Linked DNA regions of Mus musculus: region 2 is linked to region 1. Evidence: chromatin contacts called from public Hi-C data. All regions are on one chromosome and are shown on one strand. Each heading gives the region's core, a stretch centred on a gene start, on an enhancer-like site or on the middle of the called end of the contact. The rest is flanking DNA. Distances are from core to core; before and after follow the strand shown. Region 1 holds the start of Gpd1l (glycerol-3-phosphate dehydrogenase 1-like). Region 2 overlaps Osbpl10 (oxysterol binding protein-like 10).

Region 1 (7,883 bases), core at 1,725-4,224:
CCTCAGGATGCCTCCGTTCCCTGTCAGAGCTCTCAACAGCCTATAACTCCAGCTCCAGGGGATCTGACGCCCTCTTCTGGCTTCTGTGGATACTGCACATGAGTGAAGTATATATGCACACATACATACTCATGAGAATAATATAAAACTTAAAGGGAAAAAATAAGGCCAGGTAATGGCTCAGTGGGTGTAGTGCTTGCTCTGCAAGCCCAAGGACCCAAGTTCAGTTCCCCAACTCCCACTTAAAAAGCCAAATCTAACAGCATGGGTCTGTAGTCCCATGCGTTGGAGTTTGAGGCAGGAAGATCCAACAGACCTTGCTGACCAATCAACCTAATTAAACTCCAGGCTAAGGGAAAGACTTTGTCTCAAAAACTAGAGATAGAGAGAGGAAGAGATGGAGAGAGGAAGGCACTTAACAACCACCTCAGGCCTGTGCATGCACACACAAGGGCACACACATGTATGTACCACACATGCACACAAACACCAAGGCCAGAAAATAAATTAAAATAAGCAAATACTTCAGGGTGGGCTGAGAGCCTGGAGGGGCAGTACATGCCTGTAACCCTAGCACTGTAGAGGCAGAGACAGAGGAGTCTTGAATTCCAGGTCAGAGTGGGCTGTATATCAAAGGCCCAAGGCAACTTATCAAGAGCTTGTCACAAAATAAGACAGGGATGACTGCCGGGCGTGGTGGCGCACGCCTTTAATCCCAGCACTTGGGAGGCAGAGGCAGGCGGATTTCTGAGTTCAAGGCCAGCCTGGTCTACAGAGTGAGTTCCAGGACAGCCAGGGCTATACAGAGAAACCCTGTCTCAGAAAACCAAAAAAACAAACAAACAAAAAAAGAAAAAAAAAAAAGAAAAGAAAGGGATGACTACATAGCTAAATAATAGAACTCCTGTCATACACACACACACACACACACACACACACACACGGCCTAGGATTGAACCCCAACACCATTGAAAAAATAAAGAGAGAGTCATGTTTTCTAATAATTCTGACCTCATGAAGAGCTTTTCCCACTCTGTAGTTTGAGCCCCAACAGCCAAACTCACTTCGCTGTCTATTTATATCAATACCTTCTGGCAGCTAAACTCCCACCCACTCCTGAACTCAGAAGGAAATGGACCAAAGTGAGCACCGTACAGGACTGAGGCTAGCCCAAATGGTGCTTTCTTTTCTTCATGACAAGCCTTTCCATCTCTCAGAAAATGGTCACTTGTGTCACCAGTGATGCCCACGTGGTGCTGGCCTCCACTGTTTTTCAGGAGGCTCCCCGAACCCAATGGAGAGCCCTCCTCTGTGCCCAATTTTCTATTTCAGTTATTTGTGGGTCCACTCTCTGGCTCCCCAGAAAGCTTCCCTTCTCAAGGCAGGGCCACCTTGCCAAGGGCTCCTTTCTCAACCACTGGAGCTGGGGGATGGGGTCTCCTGTGCTCCCCTCCCCCGCCCCAGGCAGGCCTGGAACTCATTATGCAGCAGAGCCTCGCTGTGTAACCAGACTATACAGATCAGGATGGCCTCCAATTCATACAGACCTGCCCATTTGGGTATTAAAGGCATTTATCACCACACACAGTTTGACTTGGTGTTTTAAAATGATCCCACTGTTTGGCCTTGGCTGACCTGGAACTTGCTATGTAGACCAGGCTGGCCTTGACTCAAAGAGACTAATTTGCCTCTGCCTCTAGAGTGCAAGAAATAAACCTATTCTATTTTTAAATTAAATTTATTTTAAACCAGACATTAATTTAATGAATTTAATTTAATCCAGATAGTTGCCTTTAATCCCAGCATTTGGGAGGGAGAGGCAGACAGACCTCTTGTGAGTTTGAGGCCACCCTGGTCTTTAGCATGTTTTAGACCATCCAGGGCTACACTGTGAGACTCTGTCTCAACAAATGAATTAATTAAAATAAGTTTGTTTACTATTGTGAGGCTGTGCGATTCTCTCCTTCCTCCGTGGGCCCTGGAGATCTGACTTCCATTAGGGTTACACCTTTCCTTGCTAAGTGAGCTAGCACTCTCCATTCTTGCTTTTGCTTTGTGATAGGGGCTCACGTGACCCAGGTTAGCCTCAAACTCACTGTCTAGTTAAGGATGACATTGAACTGCCGATCGTCCTGTCTCTACCTCCCTGAAGCTGAGATTACAACACATTCCACCATCTCTGTTTTTCGCGGCCGCGGCGTGCCCAATTGCAGTACAGCAGTTTGGATGGCTTTTTTGTGAAGCTCTGGCAGGGAGAGAAAAGGGGCATGCCCTTTGGGTAACCGTATGAGGGGGACAGTTCAAGTTTCTGCTTTGATCCTGTGTAGACAAGTTTTCCATCCTGAAATGCAAGGGTACTTGTTTGCGACAAGGTGGCCTCCCATTTTTATTTGGCCAAGGATAACCTGGGACTCCAGATTCTCCCTCCGTCTCCCACGTGCTGTGATTACAGGCCAGAGCCACCAGGCGCTAGTGTTTGAACTTCCTGTGTTCAATCTAGTTCTCTACCAACTGAACTACGACGCCACCCTTGTAGAGTAGATACTCCCAGATCAATGGCAGAAGACTTAAAGCTCCAGGCTCGCTAGGAAATTCAGGGGTGCCTGGACTTGTCCCGTTTATACGAATTTGACAGCCGTTGTTAAAGCAGGCGCAGGCTCCAAATCTGGGTGAATTCATAGTCAACTACTTAGGCTGTCTAGGCTCCACCCTTAAGTGATAGTTGTCCCTGCGCAAATTGCGATTAGGTGACACTTGTATAAGTTGGGTCGGGCTTGCTCTGTCCAGGATAGTGACACTCAGCAGCAGGAGCTCAGAGCTCCAGTCTGCGCAATAACATTGGCCTGCACGTGGCCCGCCTGGAACTGAAAGGGAGCCCGCAGGGAGGTGGACTACACATCCCAACATTCCTAGGGCAGGGGTGGGGCGACACCGGAGGCTGACCCGGCCACCCACCCGGACCAGGCGTGCGCAGTGGTTCCTGGGAGTGGTGGGGCGGGTCCTCCGGGCTGTCAGCTGTGGCCCTAGGCGCCTAGGCAGGGTGGCGGTGGCCATTGGCGGACAGGAGGGCGGGGCGGGGTCGCCCGGAGCGCCTATACTAGGCCGTTCCTGTGGAGGTGAGCAGCCGGCCTGGGAGGCACAGTGTGTGTTGCAGCGATCCGACTTGCAGCAGCGATCCGACTTGCAGCAGCGATCCGGCTTGGCCCTGAGAGGAAGGCTGTGCAGCAGCGATCCGGCTTGGCCATGGCAGCGGCGCCTCTGAAAGTGTGCATCGTGGGCTCGGGGAACTGGTGAGCAGAGGCGGGTGGGCGGCGCGGTCTCCGCCTCCAGGAAGCCCCGGTTCCGGGCCGGCCAGGGTTGCTCTCCCGCTGCTTCAGCGTGGACACCAGGGCATCGCGGGTAGGCAGAGAGGCGGGCCTGCGACCGCCTGTCCCGGTTGGACACTGCACGGACAGAGGCCACGCCGAGGAACCAGAGCGCGAGGTGCGGGGCCAAGGTGGCCCGGGTGGTAGCGCGCACCGCGCCCGCGGGCACCTGTTTGCGCACTGGTAACCCTGCGGTTAGGGCCACCTGCTCGCCACGCCCGGGTACTTGGCAAAACAACCCAAGGGCGTTCTCTATTCTCCCCTGCCGATCACCCCCGTGGAGGAATTTGCAGAGGCTCAGTTGTCCTTACTGCAGTTTTGGGATTGGGGAAACGGAGGCACAGAGCGTGAGAAGGGTCCTTGCTACCTGGGACAGTGCTGGCTTCAAGAGACAGTTCTCATTTCCTCTGGCGAGTGGTTCCCAATCATGTTAACGTGGTATCCGAGAAGAGAAAACAAGCCCCCAACCGGGACGTGAGGGTCCCAGGGAAAGGTGTTTGCAGAGCTTCGCGTCACCACTGGGCTGTATTTTCTGACTTAACTTGTAAAGTGCTTGGTGCTTAGAGGGCTTTGAAGCTCCTCCAGTAGTTTGCATACCTTGGTGGCCCTTAACGCAGGAGAAGTTGGGGGTCTCCGTGAGAAGGAGGCAGAGTATGGTGCGTTCCAGACTTTTCCCGCGGCCCAGGGGTGGAACAGTTGAAGGCCATTCTCGTGGCTTCTGTCCCCTTCTGTTTTCCTGTGGTCTGACGCACACCACAGTTCAGGCTGCTAGAAGCGGTACTGTTCTGGAGTCGTCGGAGCCACCTGACTGGTCTTTGAAAACTTGGCTCTGAAAGGACTTTTGGAGGAAACCTTAGCTGGCTGGACCGGTGGCCTCTCCCCGGCCTCCTATTGCTGGCCTCTACCCTTGCGTTGGCCTCAGTCCTTTACCTGGTGCCTGGCATATACTAAATAAAAAAATTTTTTTTCTTTGAGGCAGGTTTTACTTTAGCTCTGGCCTGATAGTTGCTGGGTAGACCAAGCGATCTACTCTCAGATTTGATTGCTGCTATTAAAGACGATGCAAGGGCCACATTGCCCAGCCCACTCCCCCCCCCCCCCTTTGGTTATGGAGATCGAACCTCTTGAGTAATAATGAATGCTCTGTCGTGGAGGAGACTCCTTACATCACCCACACTCAAATTACGTAAAACTACTCTGTTGCTAAGTTAATACTCTGGTGCTGTTGTAGATCAGACCCTGGGGCCTTGCTTCTAGGAAGCAACTCCACTCCCAGCCAGACTGCCATGTGTTTTGGTTTTTTGAGGCAGGGTTTCTCTTAGCCTTGGCTGTCCTGGAACTCACTTTGTAGACCAGGCTGGCCTCGAACTCAGAAATCTGCCTGCCTCTGCCTCCCAAGTGCTGGGATTAAAGGCGTGTACCACCAGTGCCTGGCTCTGCCATGTGTTTTAAAAGCCAAGAGTTGTAGTAACACCTGCCTGGAATTCCAGTCCTTGACGGGGCAGACAGAGGAATCAGAAATTTAAAGTCATGCTTTTTATTTTTATTACAGTTTATTTTTTTTAAAGATTTTTTTTAAATGTTCTTTTATATATATGAGTACACTGTAGCTGTCTTCGGACACACCAGAAGAGGGCATCAGTTCCCATTACAGATGGTTGTGAGCCACCATGTGGTTGCTGGGAATTGAACTCAGCACCTCTGGAAGAGCAGTCAGTGCTCTTACCGGCTGAGCCCTCTCTCCAGCCCCAGTTTGTTTAATTTTTATTTGTATGGATATGAGTTTTTGCCTGTGTATATCTGTAAGTGCTTGTGCCTGGTCCCTGCAGAGCTCAGAGGAGGGCAGAGAATTTCCTGGAACTGAGTTACAGATGGGTGTGAACCGCTGTGCGTGCAGGTGCTGGGAAAGAGGATCTCTGGGAGAGCAACACGTGCCCCTAACCACTGAGCCATCTCCCCAGCCCCTGTTTTATTTCATTTTTGAGATTAGGTCTTGGTACTTGCTATGTAGACCAGGCTGGCCTTGAACTCACAGATCTTCCAGCCTCTGCTTCCTGAGTGCTGGGATTAAAGGCATGTGCCACCACACCCTATATATTTTAATATATCCCGTAGAGTCCATTCCCTTTTTTTTTTTTTTTTTGTGTGTTTGTGTGTCAGAGGACAACTTTCGGGAGTTCTGTAAACTCTGGGGATCTAACTCAGATCATCAGGATTCTACCTGCTGCCCCACTATGTGCTTTTAGTGTGTTACCTGAGGCAACAGCAGAAAGCTCTGTGCCCTATCAAATAGGACTCCTGTCCTTCAGAGCCTTACGGAGACCTTCAAGTTGGCTTTACCACTTACAACATCAAGGTCACTGGAAAGAAACATCAGCTGCCTTGCTGGCTCTGCCACTGGACAAGCACCCACTATGCACATTATGTTGTTGTTTTGAGACTGGGTCCCATTTAGCCCAAGTTGGCCTTGTCTCAGTTGAGGCTGGTTTTGAACTCCTCCTCCCCGGGCCTCCAACCCCCTGGTGCTAGGTTCACAGACAGCCTTTTCCTCTTCCGTGCAGCTCCACAGAGGGCAGCCCTTCTGCCAGTTTGTCAGGTGCAGGCAGAAGTGGCCCAGCTCTGCCACGCTAGACTGAGCTGGAACAAGGGCTGTCAAGAGAACTTCTCTGGCCTTTCATGGAGGCCTGGCTGCTAGCCTGAAGCATCTTCATTCTGATGTACTTGGCTGCATTCTTGGTCCGATCGGGCTCAGGGAGCGAGTAGAACTTGGCCTGTGGCACAGCGATTGAGAAATGTTTGGAAGGTTTGGGCTGGCTGCCTGCCTCCATTACGGGATCATTGCTGGCTTTGGACCATCACCTTCAGTACAGAGTCACTCCAGTCCTAGACAGAGGATCCCCACTTCCGGAGACTGAAAACACCAGGGAGGGACCAGAAGGGGGCAGAATGGCTCTGACTGTAATTGCTGTACATGGGGAACTGAGACAGGAGGAACACTACAATTAGAGGCTAACCTGGGCTACAGAGTAAGTTCTAGACCAACCAGAATACAATGAAATCCTGTCTCAAAAAAATAGTTGGGGTAGAGATGGAATGTTCAATTCTGGATTGTACGTATGTCAGTGTTTGCCCCTGGTGGGTGCTGTGTTCCTTAGAGTTCCTGCCCTCTTGATTTTTAGGGTACTGTGCTCATTTCTGGAACAGGACTCACTACTAAATGACTCAGGTGTGAGATAAATAAGGGCTTAGAAGATAAGATTCAAAGATACAAACTGTGAACTGGGGTCTGGCATAAGCCTACAGGTTACATTTTAAACAGGGTGGGTTTTTCCCCCTTTTGGGGGGGGGAATGGTCTTTTATAGCCCAGCCTGGCCATGAATTTAATATAAAGGATGACTTAGAACTATTTTAATATATCCCATAGAGTTTTATTTATATAACTTTTAAAAAGAAATTTATGTATTTTGTGGGGGTGGGTGTTTTGTCTGCATGTATATCTGTGTATCACATGTATGTCTGGAGCCCTTGGAGGCCAGAAGCAATCATCAGATCCCCTGGCTGGAGTTACAGACAGTTGTGAGCCACCATGTGGGTGCTGGGAATCAAACCTATGTCCTTTGGAAGATTAGCAGTGTTCTTAACCTCCTGAGTCACTTCTCCAGTCCCAACTTTGAACTTTTTTTTTTCCAGACAGTTTCTCAGTATAGCCCTGGCTGTCCTGGAATTCACTCTGTAGATCAAACTGGTCTTGAACTCAGAAATCCCGCCTGCCTCTGCCTCCCAAGTGCTGGGATTAAAGGCGTGCGCCACCACTGCCCGGCCCAACTTTGAACTTTTGATCCTTTTCCCTCTACTTCCCCAGTGCTGAGATTACAGGGACGCCGCACCACGTTGCAGGACAGGGGGATTTGTTGGTTGTTGCTTTGGTTTTGTGAGACAAGAGTTCACTATGAAGACCAGGCTAGACTTGAACTCAGATTTGCCTGTCCTCCCCGTGTCTGCAGCATGTGGTCCAGAGACCCCTTACACCAGGGTCACCTCTGCAGCTCGTCTTGGTGAGTTGCTCCTTAGAAAAGGGCAGATTTGCCCCCTGATGTGACTTCAGCCTTTTGCTCATTTTCAAACATGAGCCAGCCATTACGTCCATATCTGGTCCCAACCACAGCGGTTTGAATATTTATATAAACAGAGATGCAGTCACTTAGAGCTAAGATGTAGCCATTACCTCTCAGGCCCAAGTGCCTCCTCCAAGCCAATTGATACCAGTGATTGTGAAGGTAGGCTAGGTAAGGTACTCTTGTCCTCCATGTGGGGACTGGGGCTGGGGGTGCGAGGCAACTAGACTGGTGACAGAGAGGCCAGAGGAGTCTTGACCATCCATTGGAACCATGTGTGCAGGCAGGCATACACATACTTGTGCATACACACACACACACACACACACACACAGCATGATGGCATACTCATTTGTAATCCCAGGATTTGAAAAGTGGAGGCTGCAGGATCATGAGCTTAAG
Region 2 (7,883 bases), core at 2,306-4,805, 120 kb before region 1:
GAACGCTGGTACATTTAGAAATCACCACGCGGTAGGTAACCTGGACTCTGAAACCGGGTGTGGCGGAAACTAGGTGTGGCAAAAGCAGGCCCTGCTACTCACTAGTGTCCATCTCTCACAAACAAAGAGAACACGGAGGTGCTGCCAGGGCGTTCTACCAAGCACAGTGGGGCCATGTAGCCTGAACGAACCTTTGGCATCCGCTCAGAACCACACTGAACACAACGCTGGGCGGAGCCACTGGGCGGAGCCACTGGGCGGCATGGGTACCTTTACAATTTTCAGACTTATTTATTCTATACCTTGTGTGTGAGTGTTCCACCTGCATATATGTCTGTGCACGATGTGCCTAACTGGTGCCCGTGGCGATCAGAGGGGGTGTCAGATCCCTAGAACTGGCATGGCAGATGGTTTTGAGCTACCATGTGGGTGCTGGAAATTTAACCTGGGTCCTCTGCAAGAGTAGCAAGGACCCTTAACTGACAATGCAATTCTCCAACTTATAGATATCTTTAAAACAAGGAATTACAATGCTCATTGCTTTCCCCCAACAAAAGTGGATACCACCGTTACATTCAATATTGAATCCAGTGACTGTTCCTGCCCCCAAGGACCTGACGGGGTCATGTTTGAAAGATGACTGGGTGGTAGGCAATGAACTAAGGCACCAGCTGTCCAGAAGCCACGGTTACCCATGGGGAATGTGCTGCAGAACCCAGGCTGAGGAGACACCTATGGTTGCTCCAAAGGAACATCAACTAAGCCCCTGCTTCAGCAAAATGCTCGACAATTAGTCTCTGAGAATAATGCAACATGGCTGCCAAATCCACGTGCCCAGCGCTGGAAACGGTGCTTAGCACCCACGGCTTTCTATATATAAAAGCCATAACAATACTACACTAATCTTAAGAAACTCAGGGTAATTACCAGAAGACAGTGATACCAACCAGTCACAACCAGTCACAAAGCTTCCAAAGTCTACTTCCCGGAAGCTCAAGTAACTACCGTCGCCACATTGAAAATTCTTCATAGAAGAGAAGACAATTACTACATCAGTTTTACACATCTCAGAAAAACAGGGACTTCCTAAGGGCTGTGGAGGTCAGACATCGACATCGGGTGTCTTCCTCAGTAGTTCCCATCTTAAAGTCTGAGACAAGGTCACTCACTGGGTCTGGGGCTCCCTGGTTGGCTAGACTGGCTGGCAAGCAAGCCCCTTGCCAACACTGAGATGCCTGGATTTTTACATGAGTGGCAGAGATGGAGCTAGGTCCTTGTATTGTGGGCACTTTGTGTAGGATCTTCTTTGTTTGTTTACTGGGTATATTATTGTGGATTTGGTCTAACGCTTGTATTATGTTAACTAGGTTCCCAAAACTGCATGAGAATCTGTGTGTAACACACTGAAGGTTCCTGCCCCTGTTGGCTTTGATTGGTAAATAAAGTTGCCGGTGGCCAATGGCTGGGCAGGGAGACAGAGGCAGGAAGGACTTTAAGATTCGTGGGTAAGGGGACCAAGAGAGGAAGGTGGATTTAGAACTGCCTTGCAAGAAAGGAGAAAGACCAGACCTGAGAAGTGTAGGACAGAGAGATTGCCAACATGTAAGAGTCAGGGATCATGGCCCAGGAAGGCTGCAGGCCTGGGGCTGGGGTGGCCAGGATGGAATATAGGTCTTAGTCAGTAATAATTCAGGAGTGTTGGAGGGGAGAGTGTGCCAGCTGCATGAAGATTTGGAGTGGCCCAGTCATTGAGCTGTTTAAGGCATACTAAAATAGAAGGCTGTGTGTGTGTGTGTGTGTGTGTGTGTGTGTGTGTGTGTGTGAGATCTTTCACTCAGGAGCCCAGAAAACTGGGGCAGGTGGCAGGGAGGACTTCCCTGCCACCTCCACCCCCTGGTGGATGAGAGCATCATTAATCACCTACTGCTACAGTGTATCCGGAGCCTGCGCTTTCAGCCAGTGACAGACTACAGAAAACTGCAGTGAGCACAGAGAAAACTCAAGACTGGGAATCCTTCCCTCCACACCTTCCCAAGGAGAAGGTGGCACCACTGTTTCTGATTTGGAAACAGGCGTGCCAAGGCACAGAGGGGCTGACTAACCCCCAAGAGTTTTAGACCTAAGCAACAGCAGATGCAACCTGTGGCAGCAGGTATAGTTCGGTACCCAAGTGCTTGCCTAGCAGCGAGGATGCCATGGGTTCAATCCCACCAGCAACAAAAATGTAAGAACACAGCAGATGTAGCCATTTGCCCACAGTACACTTCTGACCGTACACTACATGGTTTTTCTCAGAGATAGAGGCCTGTGAAAACTCCCACTTCAGGACATAGGGCCTCAACTTCACTTTCTTTCTCTCTCTCTCTCTCTCTCTCTCTCGTTTTTCTTTTTTTTTTTTTTTTAGATTTAATTATTTATTATATGTGTGTACACTGTAGCTGTCTTCAGACACTCCAGAAGAGGGCATCAGATTTTTGTTACGGATGGTTGTAAGCCACCATGTGGTTGCTGGGATTTGAACTCGGGACCTTTGGAAGAGCAGTCGGTGCTCTTAACCGCTGAGCCATCTCACCAGCCCTCTTTCTTTTCTTCTTTCTTTCTCTCTTTCTTTCTCTCTTTCTTTCTCTCTTTCTTTCTCTCTTTCTTTCTCTCTTTCTTTCTCTCTTCCTTTCTCTCTTCCTTGCCATCTCCCCAGGACCGTCCCACCCTTCCCCAATTTTTTAGATTTTATTATTTTGTGCATGCATGTGCATCAGTGTGTGGATGTGCTCATATGACTGCAGGAACCTGGAGGAAAGGCATCAGGTGCCCTGGAGCTGAACTCACAGGTGGTTCCGGTCTGTCTGAAATGGGTGCTGGGAGCTGAACTGGTGTCCTTTGCAAGAACAGTAGGAACACGTAACCAATGAAGCCATTTCTCCAGACCCACCCACCCCCACCCCCCAAAGAACTATTTTAAATGCAGGGAGGCGGAAAGGAGGAAACACTGTAAATTTTCCAAATGCAGACAGGAATTCAGAGGCAGAGAACTCCAGGGTACCCAGGAATAGTCTCAATGCCAGAGTCAGCATAGGAGAAGGAAAGGAAAGGGGACCAAAGGGAGATCCACAAACTGAGGGAAGAATGCTTCGGGGGTGGCAAGGGGTCACAGGAAATACAGTGAGGGTCAGTCTTAGCTGTCAACTTCCCTGGACTCGGACTCTGAGTCACCTAGAAGACACACTAATGTGTGTGTCTATGAAGGGATGTCCAGGGAGGTTTAACAAAGATGGAAAGTGTCTCCCTCACATGAGCGGAACGAGCTGTCCATTGCTCCTGCTATCTTTGCCATCATGACAGACTGCACTCTCAAACTGTGAACCAAAAGAAACCCTAAAGTTGCTTCTGTAGGGTCTGTTACCCTGGGGAGAAAGTTAGCCAATAGCGCCCTGCTTTCCTCTCTCGGCCTCTCCCACTATCTCTTCTCCAGGGAGGGCGGCTCACACCTACATTAGTTTGATTGCTCAATTTCCTTTTGCCAAGCATGACCCACACCTCCCAGACTGGCAGGGAACCAAAAACACTCAGCAAGAGCCTAATAGCCACCCAGTCAGCAATCTCAGGGCCGGGCAGGACAGGCCGGGCCAAGCAGGCAATTAGTCCCAGGCACTAATGCACCAAGAAGCCAGCATGATCTATGGGCAATCAGACTGGACTACCTCAGAAGGATCTAGAAAAGTACGAAGTCTCCAACTGAAATGCCCTGGCTGGCTAGCTGACTGCTGGCTCCACCTGGCATTTAATTAGGTGAATCTGAAAGAGCAAATGAGGAACCACCACATACTAGATTGAAATCTGTGTCCCTTTAGCACAGAGCTGTGCACAGAACTGTCTGTGGGGACCACGTGGAGTCATATCACAGTCGCTCGGGTTTTCCCGGGGCAACTGTGGGCACACAAGGCACTCTCCAGGGAACATATAATCCCAAAGAGAGGCCAGTCTGGGCCAGAGTTGGACACCAGCTTAACTCAAAGGCCACCGTATAGGAGTTATTCCCAGCTCAGTCAGAACTTGTCACAGTCTGTGACAAGAAACGGCTGTGTTTAGCCGCTGAACTCAGAAGAAAGGTGTAACCTGCCCTGTTTTCTGGGGGGGGGGGGGGGGAGACATACCAGGAGCAGCATCTGTGTGCTCATGAGCAGAATCCTCACTTTTGGGGTTTCCGGCAACAAACATTTCTTAAAACAGAGGCAGGCGTTATAAAGATTAAAAGACGCTAGAAGGGTTGGAGAGATGGCTCAGCGGTTAAGAGTAATGACTGTTCTTCCGAAGGTCTTGAGTTCAAATCTCAGCAACCACATGGTGGCTCGCAACCATGGTAATGAGATCTGACGCCCTCTTCTGGTGTGTCTGAAGACAGCTACAGTGTACTTAGATACAATAGTAAATAAATCTTTAGGCCAGAGCAAGCGGGGCCAGAGCGAGCAGAAGTTCTGAGTTCAATTCCCAGCAACCATATGATGGCTCACAACCATCTGCACAGCTACAGTGTACTCATATACAATAAATAAATAATTAAATAAATAAATCTTTAAAAAGAAAGAATAAAAGATGCTAGAAATGGTTTGTCAAAAAGAAAGCAGAGATGGACAACCCCTCAGAAAGGCTGAATTAAAGGGGAAACTTAGCATAGGTAGCCATGACCTAGGTGGGAGAGCAGAAATGCAGGTCCCAGAGCTTCCTTAGGAGAGAGCCGGATCATGATTAGCCTGGCGGGCAACCCATCAGACCCCCACAATTCCAAAGGAAAGGAGTTCCTGGTTCTTGGAGGACTCCACACCTATGTCCCATCAGGCAGCCCCACCTATGTGCCAGTCACAAGGCAGGAAGGCACTAGAGAGAAGTAGTAAAAACAATTCAAAGTACTGGGTCTAGGTACTGGGGGGCGGGACTCTGGGTCTAGGCACTGGGGGGCGGGGCTCTGGGTCTAGGCACTGGGGGGCGGGGCTCTGGGTCTAGGCACTGGGGGTCGGGGCTCTGGGTCTACACAATGGGGGCGGGGCTCTGGGTCTAAGCAATGGGGGTGGGGCTCTGGGCTCACAACTGCAAGGGTGAGGGAGACCTAAAGCCCACAGCAGGAAAGGCCACTGCAGACTTGCTGACCCACTCTATCCAGTAGCTGCGGGGAGGTGTGGGCTGGTTTCTGGGAGAGAGTGGCCTCTAACGTAACAGCAGGCACACACACAAAACAAAGGCACGAGCAACAGAGGCACTGGGTGATAAGAACTATCTTCCCCTCAGGAGCTGTGGGCACAAGCTAAGGCAGTGTTTGCAAAAGCCTCAAAGTTCTCCTCCGCATACAGCAAGCACAGTGCAGGGACCACCAAATTGTATAAATGAAGGAAATGCTAACCAGTTGTAGTAGCTGGCCTGTTTATGCAGGGACACGATCAGCGGTGGCTTTCTGTAGGTACATGCTGCGACGCCGATTTCTCAAGCCACACACAAGAACATTAAGTTCATTAATGCATCCGGGAGCACGTGACATTCCATAAGGAGAGCCACTTTCAGGACATTAGTGACGACTCTTGAGGGCAGTTGAGATTAAGGTCCGGAAAGAGGAGGGCAGAGATTAGCAGGAAAACACTCCCTGTCAAAACCCTGTCACTTGCTTAGCCACTCTGACTAGTCCAATTACCTCAAAGGAAAACTTCACAGAAAGACAAGGAAGGATGGGGTTGGGGGGTGGGGAGCGAGTGCATGGTGGCACAAGCCTGTCTCTTCAGCACCCAGGAGCAGATGCAAGGGATCAAGGGTTCAAGGCCAGAGGCTGGAGAGAGAGCTCAGTCAGCATAGTGCTTGCTGGACACACACAAGGACCTGCGCTCTACCCTAGAACTTAGATTTAAGACAAAGCAGCATAGCACACAGGCACATGGTGACATTTGTATTCTCACTGTTGAGGGGGCAGAGGTAAAAGGACCCTTGGCTCGCTGGCCAGTCAGCCTAGACAAATCAGAGAGACTGCCTCACACAAAGCAAGATGGACAGCTCCGTAGAATCACTCCCTAAATTGTCCTGTGGCCTATACACATGTACATGCAGACAGACACACAGACAGAATCTCTCTCTCTCTCTCTCTCTCTCTCTCTCTCTCTCTCTCCCTCTCTCTCTCTCTCTCTCATATACACACACATACATAAACAAAGAGTTTGAGACCAGAGGAGACTGGAGACTCTCAATTAAGAGAGAGGGGAGAGAGAGAGAGAGAGAGAGGGAGAGAGGGAGAGAGAGAGAGAGAGATAATAAAGAGAAGAAAGTACCTGGGTACAGGGGGGCCACACACCTACAATTCCAACACTTGGGAGGGGGAGGGTCTGGACTTCAAAGTCATCCTTGACTACATCGTGAGTTCAAGGCCAGACTGAGACCCTATCTCAAAAAAGGAAGGGAAGGAGGGAGGAAGGAAGAAAGGGAGAAAGGACAGGAGGAGGAAGGGAAAGGGGGAAATCCATGTTCCCTGCAGGTGTGCAAACACACATTTGTGTCTAACAGAATTTTGAGCACGTCCCACGGTCAGGCTTATTAACCTTGCCTGTTCATCGGAACAGCTTTAGGCAGTGACCTCCTCACGTGTTTCAGACCGTATACACAGCAATCCAGTCAGCACAGGGCAGTAGGTGGGCACCCTTCCTGCTCTGCAGATAACCTGCCAGTGACACTCACCAGGAGAGAGCAAACCAAAGGCCAGCTTTTAACCAAGAGGGCCAAACAGCCAAGCCCTTTCCACTCCAGTCTTCCTGCCTCTCAGCCACCTTGGGGCCAACTCTTAGATGATTTCTTTATAGACTGTGTGTGACCCAGCTGCAGCCAGGGAGCTGGGGCTGAAGGCTGCATATTATTACGACTCCTCATGTCATCTGTCAGTGATATTCTGAACAGCCCTACTAAGTGCCCTGGGATTCCTCAGGGAGTTCCCTTGATCTGGGCTTAGTTCAGGGTTGTGACTAAGGAGGTTCAGTCACCTTCCCTTGTGATTCCAGTAAGCCGAAAACATGTCTCCTCATAATTATTGCCCCATTTAGATCACTGGCCATTTTATAAAAATCTTCAAAGGCAGATGGGAGGATAAGAAGATGGCTCAGTGGGTAAAGTGCAAGTCACACAAGCTAGAGGGCCAGAGTTCAGATTCCACTTAGGTTCTGGGCATGTGTGGCAAACTACCTGTCATCCAAGCACTCTGGAAACAGACGCATTCCCAGAGTACGTCAGTGAGACTAACACAACCGGTGAGCTGAGGGTTCGGGTGAGAGACCCTGCCTATCAGGTAAGGTGGAGAGTAATCAGGGGTGACGAGCAACGTGAACCTCTGGTCCTTGAACACGCACACAAATCACATGCATTGCACGCGTGGTCATACTCGTGCAAACTCTCACACACTTGGGGGCTGGAGAGACGGCTCAGCAGTTAAAAACACTGGCTGTTCTTTCAGTGGAGTGGAATTTGATTCCTAAGTCTCCACAGGAGAGACAGAAACAGTCGCACAGAAACTAATTCCTGCCCTCGTGGAGTGGAGACAGTGTTCCATTGACGGAAACTACAGAGATACAAGGAGTGTATTTAGTGCCAATCAGTACTTTACTGTGTGTGCACCTCTGTGTGTTTGTTAGTACCTCTGTGTGTGCGTGCGCGCGTGCGCGTGTGTGTGTGTGTGTGTGTGTGTGTGTGAAGTCCTGTGTATGTGTGTGTGCCTCTCTGTGTATATGTGTGTGTGCATGCCTTTGTGTGTGTGTGCATACCCCTGAATGTATGTGTGTATATGCCTCTATATGTATGTGTGTGCATGCCTGTGTGTGTATGTGTGTCTCTGTGTGTATGCCTTGTACATTTGTGTGTTTGTGTGT

What was found. Hi-C and Micro-C count contacts between places; a contact is called where the count stands out from the background.
Region 2: a Hi-C map of the N1E-115 cell line shows a contact between it and region 1, with 2.1 times the contacts expected there. The contact joins the enhancer-like site here to the promoter of Gpd1l in region 1. A contact is called at or near these places in 1 of 484 Hi-C or Micro-C datasets (the N1E-115 cell line), 2 of 115 datasets of contacts at active chromatin or transcription factors (bone marrow-derived macrophages and embryonic stem cells) and 3 of 9 other capture datasets (adipose tissue, liver and pancreatic islet).

The regions. Positions count from the first base shown.
Region 1 is chr9:114,929,078-114,936,960 of GRCm38.p6, reverse strand. Gpd1l (glycerol-3-phosphate dehydrogenase 1-like) reads left to right here and starts at 2,974. Exons shown (of 8, transcript NM_175380.5): 1 at 2,974-3,290. The coding sequence starts at 3,244.
Region 2 is chr9:115,046,198-115,054,080 of GRCm38.p6, reverse strand. The region is part of intron 1 of Osbpl10 (oxysterol binding protein-like 10); the gene reads right to left. Among named protein-coding and RNA genes, the nearest start is that of Rps27rt, 67 kb to the right of the region's middle. Within about 2 kb of position 3,555, at least 29 of the 459 cell types and tissues checked have an H3K27ac peak or open chromatin away from gene starts, as enhancers often do. A contact at or near this core is called in the N1E-115 cell line and pancreatic islet, where this site is marked.